Regions from separate parts of the Danio rerio genome. Here all the other regions are linked to region 3. Evidence: chromatin contacts called from public Hi-C and HiCAR-type data. All regions are on one chromosome and are shown on one strand. Each heading gives the region's core, a stretch centred on a gene start, on an enhancer-like site or on the middle of the called end of the contact. The rest is flanking DNA. Distances are from core to core; before and after follow the strand shown. Region 1 overlaps mta2 (metastasis associated 1 family, member 2). Region 2 holds the start of mta2 (metastasis associated 1 family, member 2). Region 3 holds the start of rtn3 (reticulon 3).

Region 1 (2,793 bases), core at 164-2,663, 210 kb before region 3:
TCAGTAGGCAAAGAGCAGGCGATGTTTAGCGACCATTGAAAATTTAACCACATGTACAGTATGGTCCCACTATTAGAGCAATCCGGTTGAATGCGTTTTTTGGCTACCTCTGAATATAATGCATAAAGTAAAGTGATATGTTGCTCTGCTATTATCATGAGGAATTGTGCAATTGTTTTTGGTTTTCTTTCCTTGATTAGGGGAATTTAATTTATAGACATTGCTGTCGTTGAACAGCTATTGTAAATTTTATCTCTTTGCAATAAAAAACATTCTCATAAAAAAAGGTTTTCTTGAGATGGATTGTTGATTAGATGATTTTCAGCCCAATTGAGAAGCTTTACTTGGACAGAGGAAAACTAAGACATGTTTAAAATGATACAAGACCTACAATACTATATTTCAGTGAATTTAAGAAATTTTACGACCCTGCATTATAGAGTTGTTTTTGCATTAAATGACAAAAAGGTTCCATGTTTTCAGAGAACTCAATACCAATAGTCTAACTTTAGAAGAGCTAAGAAATCTCTATTTGCTGGAATAATCGAGATTTTCCAATTGCAACGAATGAAAACATTTGTTTCTCTGACACTCTACAAGAAGCCGCCTTTTTTTCTTTATGGCTTTTGTCAGCTTTGTAACACTTTGAAAAACTGCACGGTGAGTGCACTTGTACTCTGGGAGAACACTTACCTCTCTCTCTAGGTAGCCAGTTAAAACATCAGTCTCATTTAAAAGTGTGACGTTGCATTTTCCTCTGTAAAAAACAAAATAAAAAAACAACTTAGCATAAATACTTTTGATTCTGATAGGATTTTGTCACCCAATCCAGAGATGTTGAGCGGCGTGAGTGTGTTTACCGTATATGCGTGGCCGGGAGAGACTCAAACTGTCGAGACAGGAACAGTTCTCTGTGCTTGAGCTGGTGTTTCTGCTGTTCTGATGTTGAAGGCTGCTTGGACTCCTCTTCAAAGTCTCCTAAAATACATGCACCCAAACATAAGAGAGTGATGCTAATGGCCTCAATTAGTTCTGATGCAAACCAGCTTCATCTTAGCGCACACACAGAGACCAAACCTTAACAGTTTACACACCACTTAAGGTTATTAGTAACGCTTGCGATCAATTTCACACTCATTCAGATACAAGTAAATTGAATATCCTACGTTAGGGTCTGTTGACTTATAAGGGAAGTAAACCATTATGATGCAACTCAAACCCACTGCATTCTGATGCATTGCTTGTGACTTCAACATGAATATGCAATGACGATGGAGATTCTTTCTTAAATGGATGCTCGTGTGAGGTGAGTAGACTTGGCAGGACTTTATCAGACGATCTGACCAGACTCCACCCCTGCGCGGAGCCAAAGGAAACCCTGTCAATGAAGAGGGCGGGACTTCAGACCACACCCCTTTCCATTAACCCCTCCTGCCACCCCGGTGGCCCTGCCCCCTCCTTTCTCTCCCCTTGGCCAATGCGTCCCTGCCAGCTTTACTGGGAAACCCTGTGCAACAAACCTGAGGCGCCCATCCCCCCATTGAGCAACAACCTCCCCCCCATGCACAAGTACGCATTAAAAAAAATGCCACAAGCTCTCTTTCACACATGCACAAGCAGACAGCACTCAAGACACACGTACGACAGATCATTCATACATGCGCACGCACACTCATGTATGCATTTAATAACACTTTCACTCCTTGACAAAGACACCAGCCAGACATGCGTTAACCTAGTGTTAACCCTTTGAGCACCATGGCCCGGTGGGTCCAATGAAGGCTCTTTTGTTCTGAGAGCACAGGGCGGATGGCAGCTGAGGATAAGCACAGAGGAGCCCATTCAGGAGGGAGGGAAAGGGGGAAGATGGGCAGAAGGTAGAGAGGGGAGGAGGTGATCTAAATGGAAGCCCTGATCTTGTGTAACAGGACAGTGTTGGTCTTGTCGGGTGGCGCGACATAAAGAGGAGGATATGTTGAGTATTAAACGGGCAGCCAAGCAGACATTGACCTCGCATGACCGCAAAGGATTTGAAGGCTTTCTCTTGCCAGTGTCAATGACTTCCTTGACTCAAACCTGAACTGCCCATTTTGTAATTACAACAGCTTCAGTAGATCACGTGTTTAAAATTTACACAGTTGAATAAATGCAGGTGATACAGCACCTTAATCAATCACGTGAGGTGCTTGCACTTACACATGATGTGATGGTGTTCAGAAATGGCAAGAGAGCACATCACCGGGCTCTATTTGGCCATATTCGAATGCCGAGATTATGAACAGGAAATCACACCGTTTATTTACCAATGTCGATAGAGAAACAGAAGGCAAGACTTCAAATACAAAATGAGGAAAGCATCTGTGGTTTTTTCAGAGGGTGCATCTCATCCGGACTTTGTCATCCATTGATGCAAAGACCAAGGTTAGGCTGTAGCTTCAGCAGGGATCCCCAGACTTCCTTCTCCCCAGGCATTCCTCCAGCTCCTTCTAGGGAATCCCAAGGTGTTCTTGTGTAAGCAGAGACATATGCCCTCCAGCACGTCCTGAATCTTTCCTGGGGTCTCCTCTTGATGGGATAAGCCCGGAACACCTCTGCAGGTAGGCATCCGAAACAGATGCTTAAGCCACCTCAACTAGATTTTTTCAATGTAATGGAGGAACAGCTCCACTGCTCAGAGTTTCTCACGGATGTCAAGCTCCTCACCCTTTCTCTTATGGTGCACCCTGCCAGCCACTGGTATTCGTTATCTTGTCCTTTCAGTCATGACCCAAACCTCACGACCATAGATGAGAA
Region 2 (2,926 bases), core at 32-2,531, 190 kb before region 3:
GTTCTTTCCTGCAGAACTCGCTGCATGTTCAATCTGCAACTGCAATAAAGCAATCAGCGGCGTCTGCTAAAGCAACACAGGCTGATTGCCGTGACCTATTTACGGCCGATTCACGGATTTAAGAACGTAAAGGCACTGTAATGTAGATGGTTACCAAGCCGTCAGTCAGTCAGTGATGTTAACGCATATTATCATCACCAGCATCTTACAGACAAAAGACATATGAGAGGCATATGTAGGAGAGTCTACAGTAGAAGTGAACATGTATGATGGAGAAAACTTCAGCTGGATAGGACATTATACGCGCCTTCTGCATATATGAGAATAGAAAAGAGACTTTTTTTAGTACTAAACACTATTTCTAGGTTAACCAAGTGTAAACATGCGTGTAATACACCTTTAACTAAACATTTTGGATTATTTTACTGCTTCCTTTCAAACAGGTGACGAAACTGAAAGTGCGGCGAGTCTCCCATATGATTCAGTTGTCAAAGGTTTGACAGATTGACAGAGTTTGGGAAACGTGCACGACAAAAACTTCAACATAACTCTAGAAAAAGTAAGTAAAAAGCACTATAATGGATTAAACTAACGCAAGGCTTTCTGTATAATTAGCTCATTTGCTTGCGGCGGCTAATTATTAAAAAGAAACCAAAACTACTGAGTTAAGAAAGACTTTAAGAGTCAGCACGAGTTTTTAAACCTTCACAAGTGAACTTTAATACATATATTAATAATTAAATTCGAGTTATCCCGAATGCAGCCGTAACGAAACTAGCCTAGCCTGCTTAGCAACGGGATTCCGCTCATTGTAACTAAGGCGGAAACAGCCGCTCGCGCTAATGCTAATGCTAACCCCCGCGAGCCTGCTGCTAGTGTTAGCCTTAACAATAATACTCACCTCCAACTCGGTACATGTTGGCCGCCATTCTCTCGCTCTCCTAAACAAACGCAATAATCGCAGATTCCCTCTTCGTGGGAGTCAAAATGTGTATCCGAACGTGGTGCTGGTTCTTTATATCCTCGCGTGTGCTGGCGTACTTCCCCCCGTCGCGAGACAAAGCCGGGACCCGGCACGGCGCTGCCGCTCTGGCGGGTAAAAGTTTAAAGTTTCCGCTACAATGTTTCTCCGGATGGTAAAAAAAGATCGCGTCTTTGTTTCGGCGCTGCGATAAAACTCCCATCGAAGCCCCTCTCAGACATTCACACTTGACACGAGCCCTTGATAGCCAGCCCGTCTCTCTCTTTCTCTCTCACTCACTCCACTCTTCCTCCCATCCTCCGCTCCCTGCTTCATCCTCCTCTTCTTCACCTCCGCTCTGTTTCACACACACACACACACATACGGGCGCGCGCACGGGCACGCACCCCCTCTGCAACGTCATTTTCGAAAGCTCGCAACGTCACGTCGAATTCGGAAAACTCCTGGCAAATATACATTTCAGTCAAGAAATGGGCTGAAGCTAAGCCGAACTGTGAACATTTTACAAAGGAGACTAAACAGTATGGCACTACACTGTGTAACATTAAAAACAGATAAGCTAAAAAAAAATACATTTGAAGCATTATGCAAATTTAATTTGATTAAATAAATATTTTGTTTTTTATTATCCTACCCATCTACAGAGCTTAGCATATATAAGTGCACCCCTCACAAAACTATCTTTTACATATATGATTTTAATAGAAAGCTTACAATATTATATTTGTGGATATACATTAGATTAGTCTGTACTAAAGCTAAATCTGGAGCTTACCTCACAAAATAATTTACATTAACGGCCAAAAACTAGTACAACCAAATTTATATGATATAGAAAAATATTAAATACACATTTAAAAAAAGGAAAAATCAGACAAAGCAAAACATTATATTTTTTTGAAAAGTTTTGTAGGTTGTAGTTATTTTGGAATATTCATTCATTCATTCATTTTCATGTCGGCTTAGTCCCTTTATTAATCTGGGGTCGCCACAGCGGAATGAACTGCCAACTTATCCAGCAAGTTTTTACGCAGCGGTTGCCCCTCCAGCCGCAACCCATCTCTGGGAAATTTGCAATATTTAGCTTGAATTTAATTGTATTATCTTTCAATTTCTAAATATATTTGGTGACTAAAATATTATTTTAATAAACATATCTGTCTAATAAATCTGTTTTGTATAAACACACCGAAATACACTGCCTATATTCACTGAGAAATGGATAAACATATTCATTTCATTTTCAAAATGGGGTGTACTCAATTATGCCAAGCACTGTATTTATTTTACTCCTGGCATCTGTTTATACTTTGATTGTGTAGCTAATAAAATCATCTCATTTTTATTTTGTTTTATTTGTTCATAATTGTTGTGAAATGTTCACTCACCGGCCACTTTATTAGGTACACCTGTCCAACTTCTCGTTAACCCAATTTTTTTGGGGGGGGCTGCAACTCAATGCATTTAGTCAGGGTCAAGGTGATCTGCTGCAGTTCAAAGTGAGCATCAGAATGGGGAAGAAAGCTGATTTAAGTGACTTTGCACATTGCATGGTTGTTGGTGCCAGACAGGCTGATCTGAGTATTTCAGAAACTGCTGGGATGTTCACGCACAACCATCTCTAGCCTATCCTAGTATTGTTGCTGACCATGTCCATCCCTACATGACCACAGTGCACCCATCTTCTGATGGCCAAGCGTGAATCATCGGACACTGGTGTTTTGATCACGATATTAAGTTACTCAAATGGCCTCCACAGTCACCAGATCTCAATCCAATTGAGCACCTTTGGGATGTGGTGGAACGGGAGATTCACATCATGAAATCTCTGAGGATTATTTCCAGTACCTTGGAATTTAATCTATGACACAAAGGATTTAGGCAGTTCTGAAGGCAAAAGAGGTCCAACCCAGTACTAGTAAGGTATACCTGATAAAGTGGCCA
Region 3 (2,957 bases), core at 212-2,711:
TGAGGCATTTATTAAATGAAGAAAAGATTCACGCAGCTTCTCCTACTGCAGCAAATTCCATTTTTACTGTTGATATTTGACGGCAGTTAATCCGGAAGTGATGATTTTGTTCGCTTTGATTCATTGGATGGAAATAATGCCTTATTTGAATATTTTTTATGCGATATTCCAGTTTAATTCACATTTTTAGAAGGAAACCTAGCTAATGTTTCCTTTACAAATCAACATGATTTCCAATGGTTGTGGATGCTTATCCAAACATACAATCTGGTTCCATATTAAAAGTTTTTCTGTCTTTTTAAAGACTTTTGGCATCAATCACCTAGCATGCAAAAAAAAATTTTCCAATACAAAATCCATTACAGCCACACGCAGGCGTATTATGGTTTCATCAATGAAGCATTTAATTAAATTTGTATTTAGTTCAATATATTGTAGCCATTACAGTTACAAAAAAGTTATTTACAACAAAAATGTTATTATGCACTAATAAAATTGTTACATTTTCCAATAAATAAACGATTGCTTGAAATGATTTAATTAATTCATCTTAAGATTCAACTCAAAAGAACGATTTATAATAGGGTTTTAGACAGCTCTGTTGATTATTCCAGCTTGTCACGTCGGTAGTAATGTAGATGGGTGTGTGTGTATGTAGGTTTTCCCTTGATTTACACGGTCCTCCAGTTTCGGATGCATCTGCACTGCAGATCATCAGCTGAGCCGCAACATGTGCCCATTTCAGCATGGGTTCAAAGAGGTATTATGTGTCCTCATATTTCTCCCTGGCCTTTTCCTAAAAATAAACGTTAGGTCAAAGCTGTGGATGAGAACACATTCATTCTGAGTCTGACATCCGCCATGATATTTATCCCTACAAAATGTCAATATAGTCTTCCTACAATGCCCAAGAGGAGGCGTTATGGAAAGTGTACGTGAGAAATAAACAGACCAACACCATTACATAACACGAGAGTATCCCAATATTAGACTCAACCCATTTTAAGCATGCAAGTTCATTCGAATCGATCTGAATCAGTGTGTCGGTTTGTATTGTCATAAAATGCTCTAGTCAGAGTGACCTGCCAAAAGCATTTCCACCAGTTCCGTTTTAGAATATCCACGAACACACGTTCTAAATTTAGAAGCAAACATAACCAATTTAACGGCAGTGCTGCATGTCGTTTGCGTTGTCTTACCGGAAAACTTTGAGTCTTTAGACGCTGCAGAATGTCCATCGTTTAGGCCTTGTGACGACGAAATCTGAGAAGATTGGGTCATTGGGTCTGCCATTTTTTGTCGCGCAGCTCTACAGGGTCTGTAGTATAGAGGTGTCGATTGAGGTTTGGATTGAAACTCTGAGCGGTCCCGATTCACCGAGTATTTCCCAGTACAGCAGCGGCGTCACCGAGCCTGCACAAGCACATTAGGTGAACCTGCCTGAATGTTGCAGTGGATGGGGGCGGTGGAACACATATAGGGCGGGTACATATGAGAGAGAGAGAGAGAGAGAGAGAGAGATAATAGGGTGAGAGGTCGATGTTTTGCATAAAAGTCTACGCCATTAAACTATAAAAACTATAAAGATACTGTGGCTGACTTTTTCTTTTCTTCAATTTTCTTCCGTTCAATTAATTATTTCATTTACAACTAAAGACTTGTCCCATTCCGACAGTATCACGTGTTATAAACTGTGTTTTTTGTATTAAAGTATAATTAAAACTATTTTATGCTTGCTCTATCAAAGTAAATAATATCTGATTCTACAGTCTCTATCTTGACCATCCAGACAGTTGTTAATCCTAAAAACTGCGGACTGTTTTGGATTAGGTTGATGTCTAATCTATCCTCGTCTACTTAGAAATGATACACTAAACACTGTGCAACTGTATGGGATGTGATTATGTAATGCTTTTCGCATTTTAGCCCTGGATCTTTATTTCTTACCATGACAGTAAATGGTGGATCTGTATTTTATTTCATGTGCAACAGCGCCCCCTTTTGGTTAACCATAGTGTTGCGTTTATAGACTGTAAATAAAGGAGTCAAGTTTTTAATTAGCAAGGTTTCATTTACAAATTCATCCACGACCCAATGTAGAGTTACGACATGTTGCATTTTTTGTAGTGTAGAGGTATACTCCTACTTAATTTTCAGAACTACAGTGCTCAGCATAATTGAATACACCCCATGAATATGAACATGATTATCCATTTTTCAGTGTATAGGCATTGTATTTTGGTGCATTTAAACAAAACAGATTTATTAAACAGATATAATTATTAAAATAATATTTTAGTCACCAAATATATTTAGAAATTGAAAGATAATACAATTAAATTTAAGCAAAATATTGCAAAAAAAATTACAACCTACAAAATTTCTATTAAATGTAAAAAAATTTTGCTTCTCTTAATTTTTCCTCTTTTTAAATTTGTATTTAATATTTTTCTATAACATATACATTTGGTTGTACTAGTTTTAGGGCCGTTATCGTAAGTTATTTTGTTAGATAAGCTCCAGATTTGGCTTTAGAACCGACTAATGTAATGCATATGCACAAATATAATATTGTACTGCTTCCTATTAAAAATATGAATTTAAAAGAGAGATTTAAGAGGGGTGTACTTATATATGCTGAGCACTGTATCTGACTGTTAGCAATTGGTTTTCCTTTTGGTTGTACAAAAAGAATGTCAAGGCCATTTTTTAAGCAATTAACATCATGTTTGTTGCAGGGACGTTCCCAGGACGTTCTAGAAACATTCAGGGAGCGTTATGTGTTTGCTGGGTTTGAGCTGAAACTTTACAGACATATTCTGGAGACACGAAAGGCTTATCATAAATCTTAAAAAAGGGGTAAAATAAGTGCCCTTTAAAACTTTGAAAACATTATCAATGAAGACTAATAACAGTTGACGAAGCTGATGTACTTTTTTTTTATGTTAACAAATTAA

Evidence for each region. Hi-C and Micro-C count contacts between places; a contact is called where the count stands out from the background. HiCAR-type assays count read pairs that join an accessible place to other places.
Region 1: a contact with region 3 is called in a Hi-C map of hematopoietic stem cells, with 2.4 times the contacts expected there. The contact joins the enhancer-like site here to the promoter of rtn3 in region 3. A contact is called at or near these places in 2 of 18 Hi-C or Micro-C datasets (hematopoietic stem cells and an unstated tissue) and 2 of 4 datasets of contacts at active chromatin or transcription factors (caudal fin and gastrula embryo).
Region 2: a HiCAR-type map of caudal fin shows a contact between it and region 3, with 5 times the contacts expected there. The contact joins the promoter of mta2 here to the promoter of rtn3 in region 3. A contact is called at or near these places in 3 of 18 Hi-C or Micro-C datasets (caudal fin, embryo and an unstated tissue) and 1 of 4 datasets of contacts at active chromatin or transcription factors (caudal fin).

What each region holds. Positions count from the first base shown.
Region 1 is chr7:17,897,236-17,900,028 of GRCz12tu, reverse strand. mta2 (metastasis associated 1 family, member 2) reads right to left here. Exons shown (of 18, transcript NM_214695.1): 4 at 861-978; 5 at 694-757. Among named protein-coding and RNA genes, the nearest start is that of cth1, 20 kb to the left of the region's middle. Within about 2 kb of position 1,413, at least 57 of the 62 cell types and tissues checked have an H3K27ac peak or open chromatin away from gene starts, as enhancers often do. A contact at or near this core is called in caudal fin, gastrula embryo and hematopoietic stem cells, where this site is marked.
Region 2 is chr7:17,876,313-17,879,238 of GRCz12tu, reverse strand. mta2 (metastasis associated 1 family, member 2) reads right to left here and starts at 1,281. Exons shown (of 18, transcript NM_214695.1): 1 at 902-1,281. The coding sequence starts at 929.
Region 3 is chr7:17,687,106-17,690,062 of GRCz12tu, reverse strand. It overlaps rtn3 (reticulon 3), which reads right to left and starts at 1,461. Exons shown (of 7, transcript NM_201072.2): 1 at 1,200-1,461. The coding sequence starts at 1,293.